Linked DNA regions of Mus musculus: regions 2, 3 and 4 are each linked to region 1. The links are chromatin contacts, called in public Hi-C, HiChIP or PLAC-seq and promoter capture Hi-C maps. All regions are on one chromosome and are shown on one strand. The core of a region is the stretch at or near the end of the contact, and the rest is flanking DNA. Distances in the headings are between cores, read along the strand shown. Region 1 has its middle 9.0 kb from the start of Gm25064. Region 2 holds the start of 1700055C04Rik (RIKEN cDNA 1700055C04 gene). Region 3 overlaps Anp32a (acidic (leucine-rich) nuclear phosphoprotein 32 family, member A). Region 4 has its middle 67 kb from the start of Gm39359.

Region 1 (2,517 bases), core at 12-2,511:
CTTCTGGGACTTCCAGAGACAACAGTTCTACTTGGAGTCCTTGTTAGGAGATCATGAAAGCTCACCTCTCCTCACTGGCAGGATCATAGGCCAGAAGTTGGGTAGAGCAGGGTGGCCTGGGCTTGAAAGCACATCTCTTAAGAGGGTCTTCAGAGATGAAGGGGAAAGCTGTGTCACTGGTCACAGGGCCGTGCCATAACCAGGCATGTTGTGGGAAAACAGTAGGGAAGATTATTAAAGATGTAACAGCTGAATGACTGAGGGAGGGCATCCGAGGGGACGTCCCTCTCTGAACAATCTTTTATGTCTCCACCTTCAGCAATCTAGCTATGCCTCGTGCAGCCCCAGCCCTAGACTCAGCATGTCAGTCTGGCTCCTGCCTTGACTTCCGTTGTCTGGACCTAGGAATCCCCCTTCTGCCTAATAGTAGGGGCCACCCAGTATCCCTTTCTTCTTCTCCTTTAACATTTTTTAAAAAGTAGGTGTGTGTGTGTGTGTGTGTGTGTGTGTGTGTGTGTGTGTGTGTGAGTGTGCACCCGCGGACGGGCGGGCACATAGTACCCATCTCTTGGGGCTGGAGTGGTGAGCTGGATTCTGGGAATTGAACTCCAGTTCATCTGGAAGAGCAGTAAGTGCTCTTAACCCCTGAGCCATCTTCCCAGCGCCTCCTCCTTCCTCTCACAAATGACAATATCGTGTTGCTGTTTACAGTGCTGGCAAATGCAGCCTGAGCTGACAACATTCTCACTGCTAAATTTGGGTTCCGGGAGAAAGCTAGGAATCGACCACACGATATGCATGTTCCGAGAAAAGGCCATCTCCTCACTTCCTTCCTTCCTTCCTATGGTGCTCTCTGGTGACCTCTTTACCCGCCTATCTATCTAATACTCCCGCCCTCTTCCCTTTTGTTTTAAACATTCCTCATTAACAACTGTTCTTATTGCAATAGCCTGAGTCAAATCTCAAGCCTGGGACGCTTATTCCTTATAGTTTCTAGAGGTCCTTATAGATGTCAGTTGAATGGGGAATTTGCCTGGAGTCCCAGGTTCCAGTCCTGACTTACTTGTGTCTGGCTTCCCTTTCTAGCAAGTTCCAGTTCTGGTCTGAGAGAGTGACGAGGGGAGGTGGGGCCCAGGGAACAGCTGTACCTTTCTCACGCTGCCACTAGAGGGCGACAGCTCCGCGCAGGAGGCCACTCACTGTTGTGGCTGGCATTGGTCTCCTGCAAGCGAGCTCGCCCTGGGTGCGACGCCTTCCAGGAGCCTCCAGCTGCTCTGCACACCGCCAGCCCTGCTCTCCAGAGACCCATGAGTGGGTGGGAACAGCCTTCGGAGGCCAGCCTCCTGTCTCTGCTGCTAGCGCCGGTCGTGACAACTCCCCTTCTCTGGCCTCGCCTATCTAGGTGGAACAGACTTCGAAGGGTCCCGATTCAAGGGGAAATGGGGGTAGGGGGAGCGCAGGAGCTTCGGAACCACTAGCGTCGTATAAGTGGACCAGCCGGCAGAAAGATGGGGACCAGGGAACATGAAGGAAAGATGCTAGCCTTTGCCGGCCTGAACGGTGTGTCAGAACTGAAACTGGGGTTTTCGCGGCCCAACTCCCAGCTCTTGGGCTGGAACCGTCTGGATTGGAGGTTTCCTACTATGGAGTGGGGAGGACAACAAAACAAACAACCAGCCACTGCAAGAGAAAGGGACCCCTCTGGACAAGCAGCCCCACACCAAGTGTGCTTTCTTAAAGAACTACAGCTGGGGAGTTTATTTACTTGTGAGGAGGGTGGCATTTGCTTGAAAGTGCCTCTGTCCCCAGACACATTTTAAAAACTTAAAGCAGAGAGCTCGACTTCAGAGCCAGCTCTGGCAATTGGATTAACCTTTCGGGGAAAGGTTTCATTTTCTGTGTGTGGTTCAAATTCTTCAACACTAACATCTGTAATACCAGAAAGCAATCATTCACTTCAGCTGGCAAAAACGATACAAAAAAATGCAAAACAAATAACAAAACAGGAAAGGAACAAATGAAAATCTAAAAACCACACTCACAAATAAAACCTCAAATAACAGAAACTTAAAGCCAAACAAAAGCCAAGTACGGTGGCACATGCCTATAATCCCAACACTCTGGAGGCAGAGGCAGGTGGATCTCTGAGATTGAGGCCAGCCAGGGCTATACAGAGAAACAACAAACAAACAAACAAACAAACAGACAAAAAGACAGAAAACTAACAAAAATCTCCCCAAACCCAAATGAAACAAACAAACAAAAAAAAAAAAACCCACCTTCTTCAAGAATTGGGAACCAGGACCTGGAGAGGTGGCTCTGTAGTTAAGAGAACTGGCTGCTCTTGCAGAAGACCTGAATTAGATTCCCAGCATCCACCGGGCAACTCGCAACTCGAAATTTAAGCTCCAGGGGTTCCTATATCCTTTTCTGGCCTCACCAAGCAACTGCATGCACGTGATTCAAGGGCACAACACTCATCCACTCACATTTAAAAAAAAATGTTTTTAAGAAAGA
Region 2 (2,517 bases), core at 12-2,511, 920 kb before region 1:
CGGTTGAGACCCTGGCTTTTGAGTTGGGTGGATTTGAATTTAGATTTACTATCCAGCCCCTCCCCCACCCCCTTTTGAACGCTGCTGGCTGAAGACCCCAGGGTCGTCCGTGGACCGACTGCCACTGAACTACATCCAGCTTTCTTTGTGCTTATTTGGGGACTGAATCTCATGTATTAGCTGCTTTTCTTGTTGCTGAGACCAAATGTCTGACAAGAGCTACTTTGGGAAGGGTTCGCTTCGGCTCGGTCTGGAGGTGCTGAGGGTGCACTCCATCATGGCAGAGAAGACCTGGCCGCTGAGGCAGGTGGTCACGTGGTACCCACAGTCTGGAAGCAGAGAGAGGTGGAATGTGCTCAGCTACACTTCCTTCTACTGAGTTCAGGGACTCCTGCACATGGAATGGTTCAGCTCACGGTTAGTATGAGGCTTCCCACCTCAGTGAACCCACTCGAGAAACTCCCTCCCAGGTGTAACCAGAGGTTTGACTCCTACAGGATTCTAGAGCAGGGGTTCTCAACCTGTGGGGTTCACATATTAGATTATTACATTACAATTCATAGCAGTCGCAAAATGACAGTTATGAAGTAGCAGTGAAAATAACTTTATGCTTCGGGGTCACCACAGCGTGAGCAACTGTATGAAAGGGTCATACAGCATTAGGAAGGCTGAGGACCGCTGCTCTAGATTCTGTCACGCTGATAATCAATATTAACTAGTCTCACCAAACTTTCTAGGCAGGCTGACTTTGAACTTGCTATCCTCTTGCCTCAGACTCTTGAGTAACTGGGATGACAGGCATACACTGCCAGGACCAGCTCAATATCCAGCACGTGCTCTCTGTGAAGCCTTGGGGAGCGACTTAGCCTCTGAGTTTATAAAATGAGATCTCAATATGGGAAGCTCCCCCCAAGGCATGCACAGACAGGATGGTTGTTTAGAGAACTTTAGAGAGAAGTTGGGTGAGGGGTTCTGGCAAGGCATACAGTAAATGCCCTATAAATGTGCCCGTGGACATCATTCACAAGGACCTAGGGGTGAGGAGGAGATGGGAGTTTGGCTGAATGATGGCCCAAAGACTGAGTCCCTGAAACCTGGGGATATGTAAGGTAACACAGTCAGGGAGAATAAAGGTAGGGTGGATCTGGGTTGTTAATCAGCTGACTCTGTCACAGAGAGATTGTCCTGGATCATAGGGAGGCTTGAAGTCACAAGAGCCATCCTAGGTGCAACAGTCAGAACCCCGTCAGAAGGACAGTCAGAAGGCGTGTGACTGATATTCTACCGGCCACTGTGGAGGAGACACGAGCCAGGCAAGGCAGGCCACCGCTAGAAGTTGGACAGGGCAAGTGGGTGAATTCTTTCTCCCCTCAAGCTTCCTCAAAAGCCCAGAGTTGGGCTGCTGAGACAGTTCGGCAGGTGAGGGCACTTGCAGCCAAGCCTGACAAACACAGTTCAGTTCCCCACACCTACAAGGGGAAAGGAGACAACTGGCTCTGGCAAGTTGTCCTTTGACAACCCCCCCCCCCCCACACACACACACATGCATGTTATGTCATGGAAGGCTTACTCCAAATAAGTAGATACAATGTAGTGTTAAAGAATAGGTGGGCAGCTCTGGCTACACTTAGATTTGAGCCCAAGGATACCCGTGCATTTCAGACTCTCAGAACTGGGAGGAAATGGATTGGGATTGCAGTAAAGACACTGTCTTTTTAATTTGTCACCACAGTGAAAGAAAAGGAAGCAGGGGCATTAAGCTTTGAACACCAGCAGGCTGGCAACAGGCAGAGGCCAAGGCAGGCAGGGTAGCTGGGAAGGATCAAAGGAGCCTCCATATCCTGACACTCCAGGACAGAGTTATCAGGAACAGGGGAAAACTGTGTGTCTCTTTGCAGAAATAAAGAAATGGACAGATTTCTCCAGTAGGGTCTGTGCCCTTGGTAATGGCTGAGCCTCTTCCTGGCAAGAGCTGGTGTCTCCCTCACCATCTTTTCAGTCTAGAATTGGATTTTTGTGTAACCTGCTTTGGCCAAACATTTGTAGGTTTGGAGCCTGGCCTAGGGAGAGGTTGCACACTCCTGCCACAGCTGGTTTTTTACCACCTGCTCTAGCCCAGGACCAAGCCTGGACGGACAGACATCTTTCGACATGGCCTCAATAACTCTTCTTCCCACAGCTCCTAGCAATACTGTGCCCAGTTACTTACTGTCTTCCACTGAGCATGGGCTGTACATTTCTAACACACAGTGTGCTGCATTGGCTGCTGTTGGCTGATACTTTAGGTACCAAAAGGGCTACAGAGCTCTCTTCCAGTCCCTGTTCCTGTCTCTCTCTCTCTTTCTCCCCTCCTTCCCTTGCTGGCTTTTCCTGGAGGATCATTGATGAGTAGGGTCAGGGAAGGGCTGAGGATAGCTCAATCAGAAGGCCCAGGTGGGGAGCTGGCTACAGCTTTGGAGAAGACCCGAGAGCTGCATCCTGGTGAAGAAGTAGCCCAGGCTGGCACTAGTCCATGCT
Region 3 (2,517 bases), core at 8-2,507, 760 kb after region 1:
AGCTAGAAGGCCACGCTGTGTGAGTCACTGAGGTTTGAGGCAGAGCTAATAAACGGACACTTGCGTTTGTTTTAACGGTAAAATCTACTTACCGACCTGTGTGGGAAGGGACACAGCTCTGGGGGGAAAGGCTGGATGTTTTGAAAGTTACCGAGATCTTACTGAACAGAGGTCAGTGTTTTCTGATCATAACCCACTGAAAGGGATACATTTTAGGAGCTGGAGAGATGGCTCAGCAGGCAAGCCACTTGCAGCTCTTGACTGAGTTTGGTACCCAGCACCAGGGTCAGAGGCTCACAATTGCCTGTAGCTCCAGCTGGGGAGGGGAGTGGATTGATTCTGCACTCTCTCTAGTCTCCCCAGGCACATGCATACGCATTAATTACACAGCCACATTAATACAAATAAAACAAAAAGCAAGCAAACAAACAAAACCTACTTTACTCAGAGCACACACAAACTGTTTGCCTGTAGGCACACTTGGTGAAAATAAACACTACACATAGAATCCCATCTATAGATTTAAAAAAAAAAAACTTAAAAGTTTCATTTATGTGTCTCTGTGAGAGAATGCCACTTGTGTAGGGGAGCCTGCAGAGGGCAATCTCTTGGAGGAATTACAGGGGGCTGTGAGGGGCCGGATCTGAGTCCAGAGAACAGAATCCAAGTCCTCTGCACGTGCCCCAAGTGCTCTTAACTGCTGAGCCATCTCTCCAGCCCTCTTATTACTTCAATTTTTAAAATGTGGCCCACAGTATGGGGTGAAGTGGGCCAGAGAGATTGATGTTCGGCAGAGGACGGGGGGGGGGGGGGGGGGCGGAAGATGGGCGGCTGGGCAGAGAACTCTGGCCCGGGTGATTAATTTTAATTTTTCTTTTCTGCCACAACACGCCTCCTGTCCTAGGTCAGAATCTGCCCCCCACCGCCATCCCCAAAAGTAAGAGAACCCACGGCCCATCCACCATCCTCCCAAGTTCCTGCAGCCTTGTGGCTGCCAGGGCTTGGGGGTTTCAACGCCTCTCAGGATCTTCCGTAGTCTTAGCCAGGGGCAAGAGCCTTCTTCGCTTTAAAAACAAACAAAACCCTCCCCGAGAATTGAAAGCCTCTCCGGGCCTCGGATTTTTGCTGCTACGTACAAAGCAGCTCTGCAGGCAGGCGGCGGGGGAGCACGTGGCGCGGGCAACGGTGATGCCATCCTCATTACTTAGAGGCAGGAGGGCGGGCCGAGGAAGATCAGGCTGGCTCATAGGTCCAGCTGGCAGGGCAGGCTGAGACTGCACCAGCCCGCCAGCCCTGCGACTCGCTCTTGTCCCTGGCTCCTCCCCACTCTTCCCCGCGCGGTCGGGTGATTTCGCCTGTGCTTTCCTTGCAGGAGTATTCGGTGCTAGGGACGCTTCCACTCACTGGAAAGGCTCGGTGCTGGCCAGGCTTGCTCAAAAGGATACCTAGCTTCTGCCCCCAGCCTTTGCGTTCCTCTTATCTTTAATTTTTAAAAAAGATTTAAAAAATGTGTTATGAGTGCTTTGCCTGCATGCCTTGTACTGTGTGCATGCTCACAGGGGACAGTTATCAGATATTTTGAAACTGGTGTTACAAACGCCAGTGAGCCACAAGTAGATTCTGGGAACCAAACCGGGGTCTTCGACAAGAGCAGCAAGCAAGCGCTGTTAACTGCTGAGGCGAACTCCTGCCCCAAGTAGCCCTCCATTTAAAGCCTCGTTCCTGCCTCCCATCTCAACCAAGCCTTCCCTGGTTGCCTGGCCCTGCCCTGGTCCCGCTCAACTTTCAAGTAACAGAAAGTTACCAAAGAAGCTGGAAACAGCCTAGAGAGCAGCTGTGGGGTCTGACTGGCTGTCCAAGGAGGAGAGTACGGTGATGAAAGAGAGATGGAGTGCGGAGAGAGAGCTTGGGAGGCCGGAGGTGATGGTCAAACGTAGCAGGCTCCATTCACTTAACAGTTCCCTTCCTGTCTTCCGGTAGGGGCTGGCATATAGTCAGCCGCAGAGCACTAGTCCAGATAGCCGAAAAGGGCCGGTTAGTCAAAAGGCACCCACACACTGCAAGATGCTTGGCTTCTGTCCCTGCTGTATCTCTGAATTTGCTGTGTGCCCTGGTAGAAGTTGCTTCCCCACTCTGGGCTTCTGCCCCATCCTCCCTCCAGCCTACACACTGGGCAGTGGGGCTGGAATAAAGAGATGAGGTCCTAAAATTCCATGTCTATGAACATCCCCTCAGCCAGGACTCCCTAAAGGAGGCACAGGGACCTTAGACGTGGAAGAGCTCAGGTTTCAGCGTGCAAAACTACAAAACTGTTCATTTTTCTAGGTAATAACTAAAACGGAGAAACGGATCAGCTAGGCTCTTTCTGCACACCACGATTATAAAAGTAGTCCCCAGCGGCCCAGGTTGTGAGGTTCCAAATGTGGGAGTGTCATCAGTCATCTCAGAGAGCAAGCACCCAATGGCACCCAAGCCCCGACTGTGGTAGGGGGAACGGGCAGAAACCACCTCCACTAA
Region 4 (2,517 bases), core at 5-2,504, 740 kb before region 1:
GAAAAAATAAAATATTTAGCAGGGGAGATAGATGAGCGCAATTTTAATAAACCAAAATGAAGAAAATTAATTCTAGAAAGTTCCCCAGTCTTTCACACGCTACCATTACACAAGCTGTCTCATGCATTATTTTTGTGGTCTGGGTTATTTATGGATGGTCCGGATGAATGTCCTGGGTTTTGCGTATTGTTCTGTGGGTGGTAAAGATCTTTGCCTTTATTCGTTCAATCCTTCTCCTGCTCATCCCTTCTGCCACCAGCCCTCAGATGGAAATGGCTTTATTTACAGTGTACCTTCCAGCAAAGGGCCCTTGCCAGCACCATGGCAGGGAGACAGGGGCTGTCGTAAGGTAGTCTTAGGATTTGCCGGTGAGCACTGACCTCTAGGAGCCCAGAGGCCTTAGGACTGCAGTGTTGGGTGGCTGCAGCAATACCAGCTGGCTGGGGAGACACCCTGATGTGTAAATGGGACATCCATCGACCTGTATTCTGCATTCTATTGTGGTGTCATGAGTTTCCTGGGGACAGGTCCTGCTGTCCAGTTTGCCACTTGTAGCGGGTGGCATGGTGCCACCCCCACCCCTGCCCCAGGGTCCTCTGAATGAGATCACATTAATGATTTAGTTAAACTTCTTTCAATGCCATGACAAAAATAACCCAACAAGAGGCAACTTAAGGGAGGGGAGGTCTACTTTAGCTCCTAGTTTAAAAGACACAGTCCCCTGTGATGGAGAAGCCAGAGGCTGTGGGAGGTGCTGTTGCTGGGCATCCTGTTTGTCGTCAGGAAGCAAGAAGACAAGTGCTAGCGCTTCCTTTCACTCCGTCCGGACCTGCAGCCTGTGGGAGGGTTCTGTCCACATTTAGGGTGGCTCTTCTTCTCACCACAGTTGAACCTAATGTAGGTGACTCTTCACAGACGTGCCCAGGGATGTCCCCATAGTGATTCTAAATCACATGGAGTTGACAATCAAGACTGAGCACCACACTTGGAAACGGGATTGCAGCAGGCGTAACTAAGGATTGAGGTGTAAGCAGAGCGGGAGGGAGGCCCCCGGAATCCAAGAACGGTGCTGCCCTTAGAGACAGGAAAGACAGGGATACTGAAAATGAGTGAGATGGCAAAACAGAAGTGGGCTGAAATGAGGCTGCCACAAGCCAAGAAATCCCCTGGGAGCACCAGAGCTGGAGGAGGCAAGGAGAGCCACCCACGAGGCAGTGCGGTTCTGCAGTCAGAGGTGGAAGAGGACAAACTTCTCAAGAAACTTCCAAAAAGCAGCACTGTGGATCTGAGTTCTATGTCTAAAGCATAGAACCACAAGAGCTGGGGGCAGGACTGTTGCCAAGGGAACAGATAACAAGGCAGAACTAGACCTTCGAGGAAAGAACCCGCAGGTCATGCAGTGTCCTGTAGTGGCAGTGCTGAGCAAAAAAAGATTGTTTCAGCAGCAAGGAGACAGCAGAGGGCTGACGAGATGGCAGGGTGGTTAAAAAAGAGCATGTGCTCTTCTTGCAGAGGACCAGGGTTAAGTTCCTAGCATCTGTGTTAAGTGGCTCACAAGCATCCGTAATTCCAGCTCCAGGGAGTCCAATGATTCTAGTCTCTGAGGATACTTGTACACACACACACACACACACACACACACACACACACACACACACGCGCGCGCACACACACACACACGTGTATGCATGTATGCACATGCACTCACCAGCACACAGGGAAGTGTTTATACATAATTTATAAAAAGAGAAGGAAGAAGAAAAAGCAAGACACTCAGCTCAGAGAAAGTGAGAATGGCTACTCCATTGGTGGATTACTGGATCACTGGATGCCTTTGTGTTAGGGTCACTTCATTAGGAGATTCCTGGGTCACTATAGGAACGGCTTTGTTACACATACTCTCTGGCTTAATTACACAGTGGGGTAGCCTCTACCACGTTATACACACTCTGGCTTAGTTATGAAGTTGGATAGCCTCTTCCATGTTATGATGTAGCAGTAGGCCTTCACCAGATGTCAGAACCACACTCTTAGACTTCTTAGCCTCCAGATTTCTGTACATAATGTACCTCTGTTTTTTGTAGACCACCTAGTCTGGATGCATATTGTTACAGCAACTAAAACGGACATATTCCTCCCTCTAGGCCCTGCTGGTCTTGTCCTCACTCTTAGTGCTGGATGCTTTCACGGAGCACACAGTGCCCCTTCTGCCTTCACTGCCCCGCTTCTTCTCAGGCTGTCCGAAGCTCCAGATGTTTTTCTTACACCCTTAAATGGACTTTCTGCTGTCACTGCCTATCTTTCTGTCCTTTATCTTGACTGGGGACATTCCTGATACTTGGCTCCTGGTGCTGTGTGAGCTCTGACCTGCAGCGTGTGACCTGTTTACATAGCACTCTTGTGGGTCTGGGAGGCTCCTGTGGGCACTGGGAGGTCCTTCACCCATGACTGGACCTTTCCTGGATCCTTCTTCTAGGATTTTCCCAGGCCTACCCCGAACTATGCAACAAGCAATTT

What was found. Promoter capture Hi-C pulls out the DNA fragments that hold promoters and counts their contacts. Hi-C and Micro-C count contacts between places; a contact is called where the count stands out from the background. HiChIP or PLAC-seq counts read pairs in DNA pulled down with a chosen protein or histone mark.
Region 2: a contact with region 1 is called in a promoter capture Hi-C map of pre-B cells, with 2.6 times the contacts expected there. The contact joins the promoter of 1700055C04Rik here to the enhancer-like site in region 1. A contact is called at or near these places in 1 of 39 promoter capture datasets (pre-B cells) and 4 of 115 datasets of contacts at active chromatin or transcription factors (bone marrow-derived macrophages, embryonic forebrain, embryonic stem cells and 1 more).
Region 3: a Hi-C map of rod photoreceptor shows a contact between it and region 1, with 4 times the contacts expected there. The contact joins two enhancer-like sites. A contact is called at or near these places in 1 of 484 Hi-C or Micro-C datasets (rod photoreceptor) and 3 of 115 datasets of contacts at active chromatin or transcription factors (embryonic stem cells, pancreatic cancer cells and stem cell-derived neural progenitor cells).
Region 4: a contact with region 1 is called in an H3K4me3 HiChIP or PLAC-seq map of forebrain, with 5 times the contacts expected there. The contact joins two enhancer-like sites. A contact is called at or near these places in 1 of 15 datasets of contacts at CTCF or cohesin (pro-B cells), 4 of 484 Hi-C or Micro-C datasets (cerebral cortex, embryonic retina and embryonic stem cells) and 16 of 115 datasets of contacts at active chromatin or transcription factors (the HPC-7 cell line, the NIH/3T3 cell line, T-cell acute lymphoblastic leukemia and 11 more).

What each region holds. Positions count from the first base shown.
Region 1 is chr9:63,122,980-63,125,496 of GRCm38.p6, reverse strand. No RefSeq gene overlaps it. Among named protein-coding and RNA genes, the nearest start is that of Gm25064, 9.0 kb to the left of the region's middle. Within about 2 kb of position 1,261, at least 216 of the 459 cell types and tissues checked have an H3K27ac peak or open chromatin away from gene starts, as enhancers often do. A contact at or near this core is called in bone marrow-derived macrophages, extraembryonic endoderm stem cells, pancreatic cancer cells and 2 more, where this site is marked.
Region 2 is chr9:64,040,209-64,042,725 of GRCm38.p6, reverse strand. It overlaps 1700055C04Rik (RIKEN cDNA 1700055C04 gene), which reads left to right and starts at 1,261. Exons shown (of 3, transcript NR_040726.1): 1 at 1,261-1,419.
Region 3 is chr9:62,362,546-62,365,062 of GRCm38.p6, reverse strand. The region is part of intron 1 of Anp32a (acidic (leucine-rich) nuclear phosphoprotein 32 family, member A); the gene reads right to left. Among named protein-coding and RNA genes, the nearest start is that of Gm40522, 17 kb to the left of the region's middle. Within about 2 kb of position 1,257, at least 328 of the 459 cell types and tissues checked have an H3K27ac peak or open chromatin away from gene starts, as enhancers often do. A contact at or near this core is called in pancreatic cancer cells and rod photoreceptor, where this site is marked.
Region 4 is chr9:63,861,493-63,864,009 of GRCm38.p6, reverse strand. No RefSeq gene overlaps it. Among named protein-coding and RNA genes, the nearest start is that of Gm39359, 67 kb to the right of the region's middle. Within about 2 kb of position 1,254, at least 14 of the 459 cell types and tissues checked have an H3K27ac peak or open chromatin away from gene starts, as enhancers often do.